Linked DNA regions of Sus scrofa: region 2 is linked to region 1. A link is a contact called in public Hi-C data. All regions are on one chromosome and are shown on one strand. Each heading gives the region's core, a stretch centred on a gene start, on an enhancer-like site or on the middle of the called end of the contact. The rest is flanking DNA. Distances are from core to core; before and after follow the strand shown. Region 1 overlaps SLC12A8 (solute carrier family 12 member 8). Region 2 overlaps HEG1 (protein HEG homolog 1).

Region 1 (7,235 bases), core at 1,540-4,039:
ATGCATCTGCGGCATATGGAGGTTCCCAGGCTAGGGGTCGAATTAGAGCTGTAGCTGCCGGCCTACACCAGAGCCATAGCAACGCCAGATCTGAGCCAAGTCTGCAACCTACACCACAGCTTATGGCAATGCCAGATCCTTAACCCACTGAGTGAGGCCAGGAATTGAAACTGCATCCTCATGGATACTAGTCAGATTTGTTTCTGCTGACCCACAATGAGAACTCCCTTGACTCATCTTGACCCTGAACTTTGACCATGAAGTTGCTTCTCTCCCTTCCTCAGACTTCTGTTTCAATCCCCAGAAGTGCTCTGTTTTGACCTACTCCTGAGGGCTAGATGTAGGCCATAATGAGCTAAGGCACAGAAACAGAGATCAGCTCAGTCCGCCAAAGCATCCCTCCAGATACTTAGAACCTAACACATTACAACCCTGAGAAAGGAAGGCACCTGAAGTCTGATAGTGATCATTTCCTGTGGGAAAGGAGGGAGATGCACTTGGGAAGGAGCAACAGGGAGCACCTATAGGACCAACCCCGGGGACTAGATGATGTTTTGCTATTCCTGAACCAGTACATATGTCTTACACATTCTTCTATATGCAAAATATGTTTTACAATAAAACTAATTTAAGAAATTAGTTTTATTGTAAATGTTGGAAGCATTAATATTTTCCCTCCTGTTTGGGGGTAACTCCCCCCATGTTCTTTCTCTGTGAAGTCCTGCACTTCATTTCACAGAGAAAAACCTAATTATTTACCTTTATGGAGTAATACCTCCATTTGAGAAATGTGAGTATACTTACTATAAAGACCGAAACTCTCCTTTACATTTTTACAATTTCAGGCATAAATTATATCGCCTCTTAAAAACTGATGTGAAGACCAGATTAAATTAGGAACCAGAAGTTCCCCATCTCTGGCTTAAGGCCTAACTCTAGGGTCATTAGACTTTCAAGAACCATAAAACGTAGTGATTAAGAGTTTGGGCTCTGGAACTAGAGTCTAGGGTGACTGTCAACTCTTCCAACGGTGTAACCTTAGGCAAGGTACTTACCTCTCACAACCTCAGTTTCCCCACTTGTAAAATGGGAATGATCATGCTACCTACCTCTCATTGTAAGAAATAAGTGAATTACCACATGTAAAGTATATGAAACAATGTCTGACATACATTGAGTGCTCAACAAAGACTAGTTATTATTATTACTATCATACAGATAAGGATTACTATGTATGCCAATCATCTTTCTACAAAAGAAGCTATTTCCATCAAAAGGTCCATGAGTACTTGCTGTGGCCAGTCCTTCTCCCCATGGCCTCCTGGTGTTCCACAACTATCCCCATCTTTTAAGCCATCTCTACTTGCAGATGCAAGTCTGGATGAAGCAGGTGGTATTTATAGCAACTTGTCTAAGCCTTCTCACACTCAGGCTTAAGATGTGGTTCCCTAAAAGTGACAGACTTAGCTTGCAGGTGGGCTGTCAAACAGCGTAACTGTCTCCTTCACCAACCAGCCTCATAAGGGGCCTCCTCCGCAAAGCCAACACACAAGTATGAGCAAGAACTCACTGTCAATGCATGGGATGCAGGTGCACAGTGCGGTTCAGGGGAAACTGCACTGGACTGGCTGTTGGGAGAACTGAATTCCAACGGTGGCTCTGTGTGACCCAGCCAAGAGTAATCAACCTCTCTGTGCCTGTTTCTTCACCCACAGAATCAGGCACATCACCCAGATTCAACATTCCCAAGTCCTGGAATTCTCAGTGCATGTTGGCTTACCCTTAAATACCACACAAGTAGTGCAGGGGAGAAGGGAGGTCACCCATGGGGCAGTGAGTCGCCTGTAAGCACAACCCATCATCCAAAACTGACTTCAGACCTGATGCTGACCTGCTTGGGCTTCCATCCCCATGTCTCGGCAGGGCCTCTAACAATGTTATCACTTTCTAAAACATATGCCTAAACTAGTTCCTATTGCAGACAATTGGCAGGTGCCCAGTTAATAGATTATTCCACCAGACAGCTGAATACATTGGCCATTGGTCAAAAATGAGGTCACTGCAATCCTATGTGCTTTAACTGGAAAAGCCTGATGAGAAACAATTGTCTATTTTGTAACAAATAGGAACCCATGCTCTGGTACCCCTACATTTGCCTTGCTTGGTGTGTGGTTCGGGAGCAAAGGAAGATTGCGTTCAAGGTCAAGTTGGCTTTGCTCTTGGACTCCATCTGTTGTGCATCGGACTGTCCATGTGTATTTCACATCAGCAAATCCCCAACCCGATTCCAGCTGACCTGCTGGAATTTCTGGTCAACACTGCCAGATCTCTGGTCTTTCTCTTAAACCTGCGCAGTTGGAAAAAACAGGTCAGGAGACTCCCGTCCCAGCCATCTGGACACACATGCTCGAGGGATATGCGTAATATGAAGCGCATGTGCTCTTCTAAAAAATAAAAATAAAGAAAAGTTCTAAGGGACACAGAGCTCTTACTGCCAGAGGCTGTGATGCCCTTCCAGCAGGCAGGGAGGCAGTCAGGCAGACCTTCCCAGACAGAACCAGCCAGCTGACCCGCTAAAGGTAAAACCCACACTTTGATTTTATCAGCAATTTATCCACACATTTTTGTCAGGTATTGAATGCCTCCCTAAGTAAGCATCTCCACTCGCTGCAAACCAAAAAATCCAGGAGCAAAACTTCCGAAGCCACAGTTTCTTCTCAGATGCAACCCTTCCTTCCTTCCTCCTGCCCAAGACGGTCTGACTGAACTTGAACCTGACCCTGCCTTGGGCCGGCCCTCCATGTAGGCATTGTGGTTTCTCCCACCAGCTGCAGCCTGTGCAGATGGAATACCTGAGAACCGCTGCCAAAACAGGAAGGTCGGCGCCTCTCTGGAGGGAGGCCTGGGGAGGATCTGTCTCCCGGGCGACTGCAGATAAGAGATGAAGGGCCCAGGCTTTCCACACCTCTGCTTCGTTCCAGAGCCTTTCCCTTGTCCAGCCAACCTAGCTGATTCATTCTTCATTCATTCATTCAACTCACATACTGGGTACTGCCAGTATAGAGCCCTGTGCTGGGGTTTGGACACTAAGGGGGTTGAGAGGAACCTCTGTCTTAGGGGCCCTCGTGTTGGGACAGCCACTCAGAGCACCCCTGGCACCTTGCACTCCTCTGGGGTCCCCAGGAAAACCACCTCTGCAATCCCACTGAGCACGGCCAGGAATCAAACCTGCATCCTCATGGATACTCGTTGGATTCTTAACCTGCTGAGCCATAATGGGAACTCCCCAGGTCCTGGTCCCCAGAACACATCTTGTCACAGATGATCGGCAGGCTGGCTTTGGGGAATAAATAAACTTTTCCAGACCAAATCAACAATGCTACCCAATACTGGATCGTCCAAAAGCCTGCTCATTACCAGTCTGCACTGGAAAATGTCCTTAACTAGACAGCAACTAACTTCTATCCATGGCAAAATCTCTGTTTCACAGAGAGGGTTTAGGGCAATAATAAGGAACCCAGGATAGGCCAGACACTCCCTTGCAGTGGCTCATTCCAAGGATCCAGCCATGGGCAGAGGGAGAGGGAAGGAGGGAAAGGGATCAGAGGAGGGAATGAGAAAATGATGGGGGGCGGGGGGGAAAAGCAGTCAAAAAGGAATGGGAAGCAAGAAAAAGAAGTAAGGCAAAATCTAAAGAGACTTAAAATGTTGCTTGCTGCTTCCCATGCCTTTCATGGCCACAAATTCTAGCAGCCAGTCAGATGCCCCCACCAGGGGTCCCGTGGTCCTCGTATACTTCTAAACTAACATAGCTTCCCAAAGAATCACCTTAGAAGGTGGCAGAATGCTAGGGTCAGTCTGCCTGAGGCCAGCGAGGTGTAGGGCTGAGGGCTGAGCATCCTGGCTCCCAAACCGGCCTTACCCTGAGCCTCCCCAGGAAGAGGAGCAGTGTCTGCGGACCAGAGGTGAGACTCAGGCTGCATGAGGAGTGGGCCCCCAGCCGTGACCATTATCAGGCCTGCCTTCAATTTCATCCTGCCTGGTCAGCTGAGCTTCTCTACTGCCTCTGTCCCTGGAAGCATTTGGGAACCACCTTTTTGGCCACTGCAGTACCTGGTTCTGGCTACTGGCCTGGCCTCAGTCCTCCATCTCATCTCCTGCTTCCCCATCAAGCTCTGAACCCTCCAGTTCTGAGCAGGCATGAGAGGGCCCACAGAGGTGGCAGGGTCTCAGGCTCCCTTGATCCGAAGGGGAAAGGGAACAGTAGAGGATTCTTAGCAGAGTACAATTCCACCACTTTCTGCTAAGAGAATCCCCAGAGCCAGGAAGCGCCTAGAAGCACCGTGGAACAGCACTTTGGAGCCCAGGGCTCTGGGTTCACATGTTGGCTGAGCCACTGACTTTGCAATCTCGGGAAACTTGCATGACGCCTTGGGGCTTTGACTTCCTCATCTGTAGAGTGGGAATAATCATCTCAGCCACAGTACTCGGTTATTTCAAGGCTAAAATAAAGTAATAGATGTAAACAGGCTTGGAGTCCATCCCAACTTCACCGCATCCATCCACTCACACAGGTAAGCAGGTTTTCCTGTAAGTATGGCCCTTAGCTCGGTGCCGGTCAGGTGAGAAATGCAGAGGAAAGAGCTGCAAGTCCTTGTGTTCAGGGGCGAGGTGCTCCAGCCCTGGCCCCAGCCCACTCCCAGCGCAGCGGGTCCTTCCGTCTGGCCCCAGGCCTCTGCCAGCCTGGGCAGTGAGGTACTCGGCCCATCACATTTGGTTCCTCCTCCACTGAGCCCGAGTCTGAGAGCAAAGTGGAGCCTCCCCGGTTCTCAAGCCTGGCTGCAGGTCAGGTAGAAACATCGGGAAGGCTTGAAAATGCAGAATGACTGGCCCCGCCCCAGGGGTGCTGATCCACTGGCTCTGGCGAGGGGCCTGGGATTCTGTTTTCACCCTGAGGCTCCCCTAGGGCTTCTGATGTGCAGGCGAGGCTGAGAATCCCAGGGACAGAGGCCGGAATGAGCAGCTGGGCCCTCGTTGAGTGCTCGCCAGCTGTCCCGAGAAGACAATGTCCCTCTCTGCTGGGCACGGAGGCCCGGGTTCCTGGAAATCACTTCCCCTTCCTGGGCCTGCCTCTGTGAGATGGAGAAAATAACCCCACCCAGCCTCCCGCACAGGGTCATCTGTGATGGTCACATGAGACGTTGAGAGTACAGCATGATCTCCTGGACCACCTCCCAGGTCAAACACAGACACTGGGAAGCCACACCACAAACCATTCAGCGCAGAGGAGCCCAGGTTTCCTCCTGGTCCCTCTGTGGGCAGAGAGGGGAGGCTGAGCCTGCTGCCCTGGGAGGCCAGGAAACAAGCAGCCAGAATCACAACTCCACACAGAGGCCATCCCAGGCACTGCAAGGCCCTTCCAGACAGGCCTTCCTCAGCCTCCCCGCATCCAGGAAAACCTTTCCCAGCAAGGCCACATTGCCCTGAGGAGAGGCCCTCGTACACAGAGGTAGAGGAGGCCGCAAGGAAGGCTCAGGAAGCTGCCCGGCTGGGAAGATGACTCTACAGGGTCGTGGTGGCGGTGGGGCCACTGTCTTCATCTCGGGAGGAGAAGGGGGCCCTAGGGAAGGGGGACCCGGGCAGAGGTTCCAGAGGGAGGCTGTGGGGGCCCTTTCACCTTCTGGGGCAGTAGAGGCTGCGGGGTGGCATCACTATCCTGCACTCGGTGTGTCGTTCCCACGCAGAAGAATGCCTCCTCTGGGCCAGGCATCGGGCCTTCCAGGAGACCCTGGCCTCCCCTCATATCCAAGCCGAGTATAAGTTCCAGGAAACAGCTAAAGCATCTACATGTTCATCACCCCCATGGGAAACGGGGAACAGTCACCTGAAGAGATTCTGGGTTATATGCCTGAGTAAAGAAATTCATCTCTAGCTTACCCACTCTGTATATCTGGAATTTTGTCACGGAGTTTTCTTGTTGTTGTTTTTTTTTAATACCAAACAGAAAAAAATGTCTCTTCTGCTGGAATTAAATAGCATCTTAATATGGCTCCATTGGCTGCAAAATCAGCAGACTCTCCTCAAACAACTTCAGCCCATCTACTGCACTGACTCCCACACTGCTAATGGCTTTACCTCCAGCCCTGCCCACGTCACGTCACGCAGCTCTGGGCTATGGTGCCTGACTGCCCATTAGGTACCTTCACTGGGACCTCGCCCTCTCCCCCACACCTGTTCCAGATGCCATGCGTGACACCACCAGCCAGCCAGCCAGGCATCAGTTCTGCCTCCCCCCATATCCCACTATCTCCATCTCTCTAATCTGCCCCTCTCTCCCCCAGGCAGGAGCACCGCACCATCCCTCCTTCCTGGATTAGCATAACAGAGCGTCTCAGTCAGGTCCCTGCCTCCTTTCTGCATCCCTGTCTCAAGCCACTGATTTTGCACACTGTGGCCAAAGCCATTTCTCTTAAATATAACACTCTTGTCACAGTTCCCTCTGCCCCAAGATAAAGCCCAAGTCCCTTAGCGTGGCAGAAAAAGCCTTCTGTGAGCTGGTTTGGCCTGCCCCTTACACCCAGGGCACACTTATCATATAATAATGTAGAATTCTCCTGGGTCTTTCTTTGAGCTGCCCTTGCCCCAACATTCCTTTTTTTCTTCCTCTGGCTAAATCCTACATTTCCTAAACACCCAGCTCAGAGGGAATCTCCTCTGGAAAACCCTTCCTGACTCTCAGGCTGGGTAGAGAAGGCCACCCCCAACCACACCCCACCCCCACTTCCAGCCCTGTAAACCCCTGTCATAGTACTTGCCACTACTTAGCCACAGTTCACTTGGCTGAGTCCCTCCTGATAATGTAAGCAATTAAAATGAGTGAAATGGCACATGTCATAACATGGATAAATCTCAAAAATATGTTGGGTTAGAAAAGCAAATTGCAAAATAATTCATTCATCCACCATTCAAATATTTATCAAACATCGCAGTTCCCATCATGGCTCAGTGGTTAACGAACCCGACTAGGAACCAGGAGGTTGTGGGTTCGATCCCCGGCCTTGCTCAGTGGGTTAAGGATGTGGCATTGCCATGAGCTGTGGTGTAGGTCACAGACATGGCTCGGATCCTGTGTTGCTGTGGCTGTGGTGTAGGCCAGCAACTGTAGCTCCCATTCAACCCCTAGCCTGGGAACCTCCATATGCCATGGGTGCAGCCCTAGAAAAGACCAAAAAAAA
Region 2 (7,235 bases), core at 3,469-5,968, 170 kb before region 1:
ACATCCTATGTCCCAGAATTTCTCTCAGTAAATCTGAGGGTGACTTCAGTTTCTCAGGTCTCAAGATAAGAAAATGCCCGTGAACGTGGTCTGAAATGAATACCAACTTCTTTCCTCAAAGAACTGAACTGAGTGGGATATGTGCCACGAGCAGTTATCACTCCTCGACCCTGAGCCCTGCAGGAGGGCAGATGTCTATTGGGAGCAGGGGACCGTCCTGATGCTGCTGGTCTAAAGGGGCCCGTGTTCTCCTCTGTCCTCCTCACTGCAACCCGACCTGATTGTCCTGATTAAACTGCTTTCTTGCTCTAAGACTTTTGCTAGTTCCACAGTGGCTATTGATTAGAGTCTAAACGCTCAGCCTCCACCAAAATCTTCAACAGTCTGGTGCCCAAATACTCTGCCAACCTAACCCCCGACTCTCTACCTTTTTTTTTTTTTTTGGAGATTCTTTGGGGGGAAGGCTTTTAATTATAGGTTTATTTTTTTAAATTAGTATTGAGAATTTAGATTGCAGAAATAATAGTTTTCTGTTTAAAAAGATACATTTGTCGAAATTTTTTCATTTCTTCTAGACTTTTAAATTATTGGAAAAGTGTTTCAATCATACTATTTTTATATTTGGTGATTTCATTTTTATATTTGATTGTATTTATATGTGTGACAGGGTGACTCTGCTGTACAGTAGAAAACTGACAGAACACTGTAAGCCAACCACAATGGAAAAAATAAAAATAATTTAAAAAAACCTGGAAATGATATCCACTGAACTTAGAGAGAGGAAATAATAATATAGAAAATGAATGTATCCTCAAGAAACAACATAGATGAATCAGATTCCTTGAAGTGACTAGAAATACTGCTCTTTTGGTAGAATGAGCAAAGTGAGAGAAAGCAAGGACAAATATCAAATAAAAAAATGAGGAGTTCCCGTCGTGGCGCAGCAGAAATGAATCCGACTAGGAACCATGAGGTTGCAGGTTTGATCCCTGGCCTTGCTCAGGGGTTAAGGATCCGGCATTGCCGTAAGCTGTGGTGTAGGTTGCAGACATGGCTTGGATCCTGCGTTGCTGTGGCCGTGGTGTAGGCCAGCGGCTACAGCACTGATTGGACCCCTAGCCTGGGAACCTCCATATGCCACAGGTGCGGCCCTAAAAAAACCAAAAATAGCAAAAAAACAAAAAAAAAAAAGTGAAATCACCTTCTTCTCTTTCTATCCTCAGCCACACCCACTGACACACTGTCCAGAAATCCAGGGGCCCAGGCTGCCCCAAGACCTTTGTTTAGAGTGTTTCTTCTACCTGGACTCCTTCTTCCTCCATGCCTGCCCAAGAGTCTGCCCCAAATCTCCCATCCTGTCCCTTCAGGAAGCACTCAGAAGCCCCTTCTATTCTCCTGGGGTGGGGTCCCTCCCCCACGGCTGAACACCTCATGCCTAGTTTATTGATCAAGCCTCAGAGGGGGTCAGGCTCCTCCGGAAAGGGCTTCTCTCACTCCTGCATACTCACGGTTTCCACAGTTGAGACCACCAAGGCCGAATGGGCAACTGCAAGTGGACAAAGAAGAAGCATTAGTTTCAAACAGCAAAAGAAATAACCTGAGTAACTTCTAAATAAGGTTTGGAACAAATGGATCAGAAGAACACAGAGCCTACCTCGTACAGGTTTCATTTTCAAGCCTATATCCATCTTCACATGCTGGAAGAGAAAAGGAAAATCCATGAATGTGTCTACTGACCTCTCCTGGCCCAAAGTGACACTTAAACCCCAGCCACCCCAAGATCCACAAGAACATTCTAACCAGAAGGCTGCAATTAGCTTTAGAATGATCTATTATCTGGTCTAGATTCTGTTGCCAGCTTTAATATTAATTTTATCCAAAACATTTCTTACCCTCTGTGGCTCTCAGTTTCCCACCAAGAAAACAAAGGATAATAGTAATACTGAGAACAATAATACCTGTTTTATAGTTTCGAGAAAGGGATTAAGTAACACAAGGCACGCAAATGACTCAGCACAGCCCCTGGCACATAGTAACCATTAACTGAATGTGCGTAGCTGTAATTATCATCCAGCCAATGAGATTCTTTTTAGCCGTTCTCTGTGGCCCCGTGGAACATCCTTCCATAAACACAAAGACAAATGCTTCATATTCTTTAAGAAAGTCAAATGGTTAACCTGCTGTTGGCACCCTCAGTCCCCTTCCGTGAGGAAATGAGAGCTGTGATGCCTTCAGAGCCACCTGGTGGGGGCCTTGGCTTCCGTAGGAGAATGCTCACCCGGTGGTCTGTGCAGGCGATTGTGGACATTCCTAGATGAGCCCTAAGTGGCACGCCACCCAAGACCATGGCTTTGAACCCTCTGGCAGTGCGGCTCATGGACCACTGCTTCACTGAAGGCCCGTGGGCCAGCCATTTCCCTGGATCAGCAGTTCCTGAATTTATCTGATCACGGAACATTTTCCACACTACAATAAACTGACCGAACACAGATCACAGAATGAGCTGTAAAGCATGCTTGGATGAAAGCAGACAATAAAAAATAGCCTCATTCAAATTCATTACTGCAAGGAATGACAGAAATTTGATTCATGTTTAATGTATGATATATGCTGCATACAAGATCACGGGAAAGAGAAGGTACATGGACTAGAGCAGCGATCCCCTGGACACATGTTGATGGCGAGAAGTGCATTTCAGCAGCACTCGGGCTCAGGGGCTGCATGTGCAGACTGGGACAAGGGGGACCTCTCACAGCCCTCTTGCATCCTCCTTTAAGGATCGGTGCAGGATAACGTTAACTACATAGATGTGCTTAACACTGCTCTTCCTGCTCTTTCTTTCTCCCTCCCTCCTTTCCTTCCTTCTGTTTTTGGCTTTTTAGGGCCACATCCACAGCACATGGAAGTTCCCAGGCTAGGGGTCAAATCAGAGCTGCAGGCGCTGGCCTATGCCTCAGCCACAGCAACAGGGGATCTGAGCCTCATCTGTGACCTACACCACAGCTCTCAGCAATGCTGGATCCTTAACCCACTGAGTGAGGCCAGGGATCGAACCCACATCCTCATGAATACCAGTCAGGTTTGTAACCCACTGAGCCACAATGGGAACTCCCTTCCTTCCTTCCTTTCTCCATCTATCTTTCTTCTTTCTTTCCTTCTCCCCTCCCCCCTTTTATTTTCTTTCTGCAGGCTCACTTTCCTGCTAGCCTCAACAAAGTAGTCACTGTATGTCTCCTTCAAGCTGATTTCCCTTTATATTAAATCTTATTTTATTTACAATGAATTTTCATTAGGCACTTCAAATCTTTTCTGCACCGAGGTAGAGCAGATTCATATCCCATATTGGGGAAGGAGGAACATGGCCCATCTCCCAAATCTTTGATACCTTTGTGTCCTCTGAGTTCTCTGAGCTGGCATGACTCAAGGGGGGCCTTCTCTAGGGAACAAGTGGAGCCCGCCTCCCTCCCTGGCGTGGAAAGCCACATGCCCTGGCCATCCTTGTGCTATGGCTAGGTCGTGGGAGCGGGGAGGCTGCCCCTGGGTGACCCACAGCTCTGCCTGCAGGACAGCTGTGCAGGGACTGCCAGCTTCCCAGTGGCGGCTCCTCCCCACCCATCTCGGCCCTGAGGCAGGCTGATGTCACCCAGTCGTTCTATTCTGAACTCTTCTTCCTGGAAATGTTTTTACCTCGAATCTGTCCACCCAAACCTCATCTGCTGGGTGGGAGCTTTTCCACCCCGTGGCTGTCATCCCGCCAGATGTGAGGTCCATCTGTTGTCCTGCCCACAAGCTGATGGGCTGGGCTGTTTTCATGTCACTTCAAAAGTGGTCTGGCTCCCTGGTGTAATGACGTTTCCTTACTTCAGATGAGCTCACTCAGTCATTCGTCAAGGACTGAGCGCTACTGTGGGGCTGGCACTGCTCTTGGGGCTCTTGGAAGGAAAGCTTACCATAGGCGCTCCTGTGTGCCTTAGGACCCAGCTCCTCATCTCCATGCCCTGGAGGGCCTCTGACCCTTGAAGTGCTGGTGATGAAGTAAGCGTGGCAACAGCCAGTATATATGCCCAAAGTGGGCTTCCCCAGTAATAAGGAACTCGAGCAAATTCAACCCTTCTGGGCTTTTAAATAAAATCAGTGAGTGGTGGTATCCTCGAGGCTCTTTTGACCCCTTGCCACAAACTGTATCAAGACCTGCCAATCTTGGCCCACCACATTCCCTGCCCTACCATCCATCTGTTCCTTCAACAGACATTTGCAGAACCCAAAGTGTGCCAGCAAGCTCCAGAGGCAGGCACCCAAGGCATGTGCAGGCTGGGCAGAGAAAGAGACCTGCAGGCAGAGGGCTGGAATTCATCAGGATGCCTGGGTGATGGAAGGAGGCCAAGACCCCTAGGCAAAGGACACCTACTTTAATTTTACATGACGCTTTGAGAGTCTGGTAAAGACATTTTAGGAGACACTAAGAAGCGTCGTGTGTGTGTGTGTGTGTGTGTGTGTGTGTGTGTGTGTACAACAGAAAAAATACATACTTGCTGATGTCCAGCTATGAATTGCAGAGATTTATAAAACACATCCTATATGCCTCTCTTGCCCATTTATACCCCATTATGACCCCAGATTTGAGAAGTCTGAGAAACAGCATGCCTCTTAACTATCCCTGTGTTCCCGCACCAATGGCCAGAAGATGTCACTGTAACCCCTCAGAACCCAGCTGACTGGGCTGTGGCCCAAGGAGCTTGGGGATCCGTTCAAGGGGAGCGCTGATAGCCTTGGATGCAAATCTACTCACTGGAGACTGCAGAAAGGAGGCTGTGCGGGGCCTCGGCCCTGAGCCCTGAAGCTAACTGGGTTTCCTTGTGCTGATTCTCAGGTCATTAGTGATAAACCTAAGGGGGCTGATGCCTGTGTCCGTGCATCTGGTCAACCTTGGACAGCTCTGCTGTTGCTAATGCTAGTCTGGAGGTGACACCGTTAGGAAGCGGCTGACTTGGAAAGAGAGGGAACTGGCCAAAAGCAGAGGTGGCCCAGCTGCTCTTAAGCCCCCCTCCCCCCACCCCACCCTGGCCAGTCGCTGAGGCTCTGTGTACAGAAACCACCGCTCCTCTGCCCTGCACGGCCACCCGGGCTCCAGGGACATCAACAGAGGGCACCTTCCCACAGGAAGTGGGCTCAAGGCCCAATCTCTAAGATGGGCCAGGAGCACTTTGCATGAGATCAGATAAGAGGGAACCAGGAAGCATCCAAGCCCCCCACCCAATACACCCCTCCCAGGGCCTCACGCAGAGCTGAGGAGGTGCACTTTCAAAGCACTGAAGTCAGAGGGTCTGGAGCTCAGGGTGAGAGCACTGCCCCGAGATGTATTTTTATCCTCTCCTCTCAGGGGAAGTCCTGAAATAAGTAGCATGTCCCCTTTCCCCAGGATGCGATTTGTACTCAGATTCTAGTACATCTGTCACCAGCAGGCGTTGACTGAGCAGAAAAACTGGGCCAAACGCGTTCTCATGTGATGGGAGGTTTAAGGCTCCACGATGCCTTTATGATGCTAGTTTTCCTGTGATCGTGGATTGCAGCAGGTAACTCAGGGTACCCAGAGTGCCAGGCTTGAATTCATTGTGCTTTGGAGCACTGTCCTTGCACTGCACTCACTGAGCAGCCTTCACTTCAAACTGGATGAGTTCAATCCTCACCAAAGACATTAGCAGAATGAGGCTTGTGCCATGACACTTTTAAGACCAGAACTTGTTGGCTCAACCTGGGTAAGATACAGGTGCAAATGCAGACGGCCCACAGAGCATCTCCACAGTCACTGCCCTTTGATTCTTAGTCTATCCAACGTGGTCTCCCTGTACCCACTTCACAGAAGGGGAAACTCAGGCTCAGGAAAGCCACGTGACTTCCCTGAGATGATGGATGCCCAGCAGGCACCGTGGGGCTCGGACTCAGGTCTCCCGAGCTACCAGCTGCCACTGAGAGGTATAGCCCTGCCTCCATGCTGGTATTCCCATTGTATTATTTATTTATTTATTTTTCTTTTTACCTGCGGCATATAGACGTTCCCGGGCTAGGGGTGGAATCAGAGTTGCAGCTGCCAGCCTACACCACAGCCACAGCAACAGCAGATCTGAGCAGCATCTGTGACCTACACCACAGCTTGGGGCAACGCCAGATCCTTAACTCACTGATCGAGGCCAGGGAATCAAACCTGCATCCCCACATCCTCACAGACAACAGTTGGGTTCTTAACCCACTGAGCCGCAAAGGGAACTCCAGATATTTCCATTTTAAAAGATCAACATACAATAGAATAAAGTTTTGGGAATTCAAACAATAATTTTTCTAATTTTCCCTAAATAGGGGGGAAAAGAAAAGAAAGAAAAGACCTGGCCACCACAGGCATTCCCTTCTCTTTTCTTTCCCTTTCAATCTGATTGGCCAGAGCAGTGTGTACCAGTCAGAAATAATGCTATTATTCCAAGGAGATAATGCATTCAATCCTGCTGGGAGTAAAATCACCAGAACTGGTTACCCCCAGATTAGAACAGTCACCCCTAGAGCAGAGAGAGCAACCCAGGCAGAGAAAAGCACCTTCCCCGTCTCTCAGGCCACAGGACCCCAGAGCTGCCGGTACCTCGGCAGGAGTGGTCCATCTTGTTGAACTGGAAGTAGCCGGACTTGCATTGGCACAGTGCGACCCCATCCAGATCGGTACAGATGGAGGTCTCTTTGTCACATTCTGGAGTCTTCCGCTTGCACAAGCTGCCCGCTGGAATGGAAAAACAAGACAGTGAAACAAAACAAAGCTTGCTCCACGTCAAACATTAAGATGCATGAACTTTCTATTTCAAGAGGCTGGGAGAACCGTTTCCACAAGAGCCGGTGTGCTCCTCTCGAGGCTGCTGCTGCACTGCCTGAGGCCACTCCTCCCCCCCTTCCCCAGGTCAGGCTCAGGCCTGTTACCAAAAGTTTCTGCAGCCTGCCATGGGACAGAAAGCAAACCCAGAAGAAATGGGGTGCTGTCCTCAGTTCCAGCATCCTCTGCAAACCTGGCCCTTGATGGGTGGTGCCCTCCATGCTCAAGGGCTGCAGGGGAGAATCAGCACACACCCAGAAAGCTGGACCACGCTCTGTTAGGAAGACCTGCTGGGGGGTGGCTCTCCCCACATCTGTCTGGCCTAAGGGGAAACAGCGCCTGCCACCGCACAGACATGCTTGAAGGGGAGGTGTGCAAGGTAACC

What was found. A called contact is a pair of places that touch in the nucleus more often than the background predicts.
Region 2: a contact with region 1 is called in a Hi-C map of heart right ventricle, with 10 times the contacts expected there. The contact joins two enhancer-like sites. A contact is called at or near these places in 10 of 47 Hi-C or Micro-C datasets (alveolar macrophages, brain, embryonic fibroblasts and 7 more) and 1 of 2 datasets of contacts at active chromatin or transcription factors (skeletal muscle).

What each region holds. Positions count from the first base shown.
Region 1 is chr13:135,157,960-135,165,194 of Sscrofa11.1, reverse strand. The region is part of intron 5 of SLC12A8 (solute carrier family 12 member 8); the gene reads right to left. Among named protein-coding and RNA genes, the nearest start is that of SLC12A8, 56 kb to the right of the region's middle. Within about 2 kb of position 2,789, at least 12 of the 83 cell types and tissues checked have an H3K27ac peak or open chromatin away from gene starts, as enhancers often do.
Region 2 is chr13:135,329,279-135,336,513 of Sscrofa11.1, reverse strand. HEG1 (protein HEG homolog 1) reads right to left here. Exons shown (of 17, transcript XM_021070219.1): 12 at 6,629-6,763; 13 at 1,655-1,697; 14 at 1,509-1,546. Among named protein-coding and RNA genes, the nearest start is that of HEG1, 64 kb to the right of the region's middle. Within about 2 kb of position 4,718, at least 8 of the 83 cell types and tissues checked have an H3K27ac peak or open chromatin away from gene starts, as enhancers often do.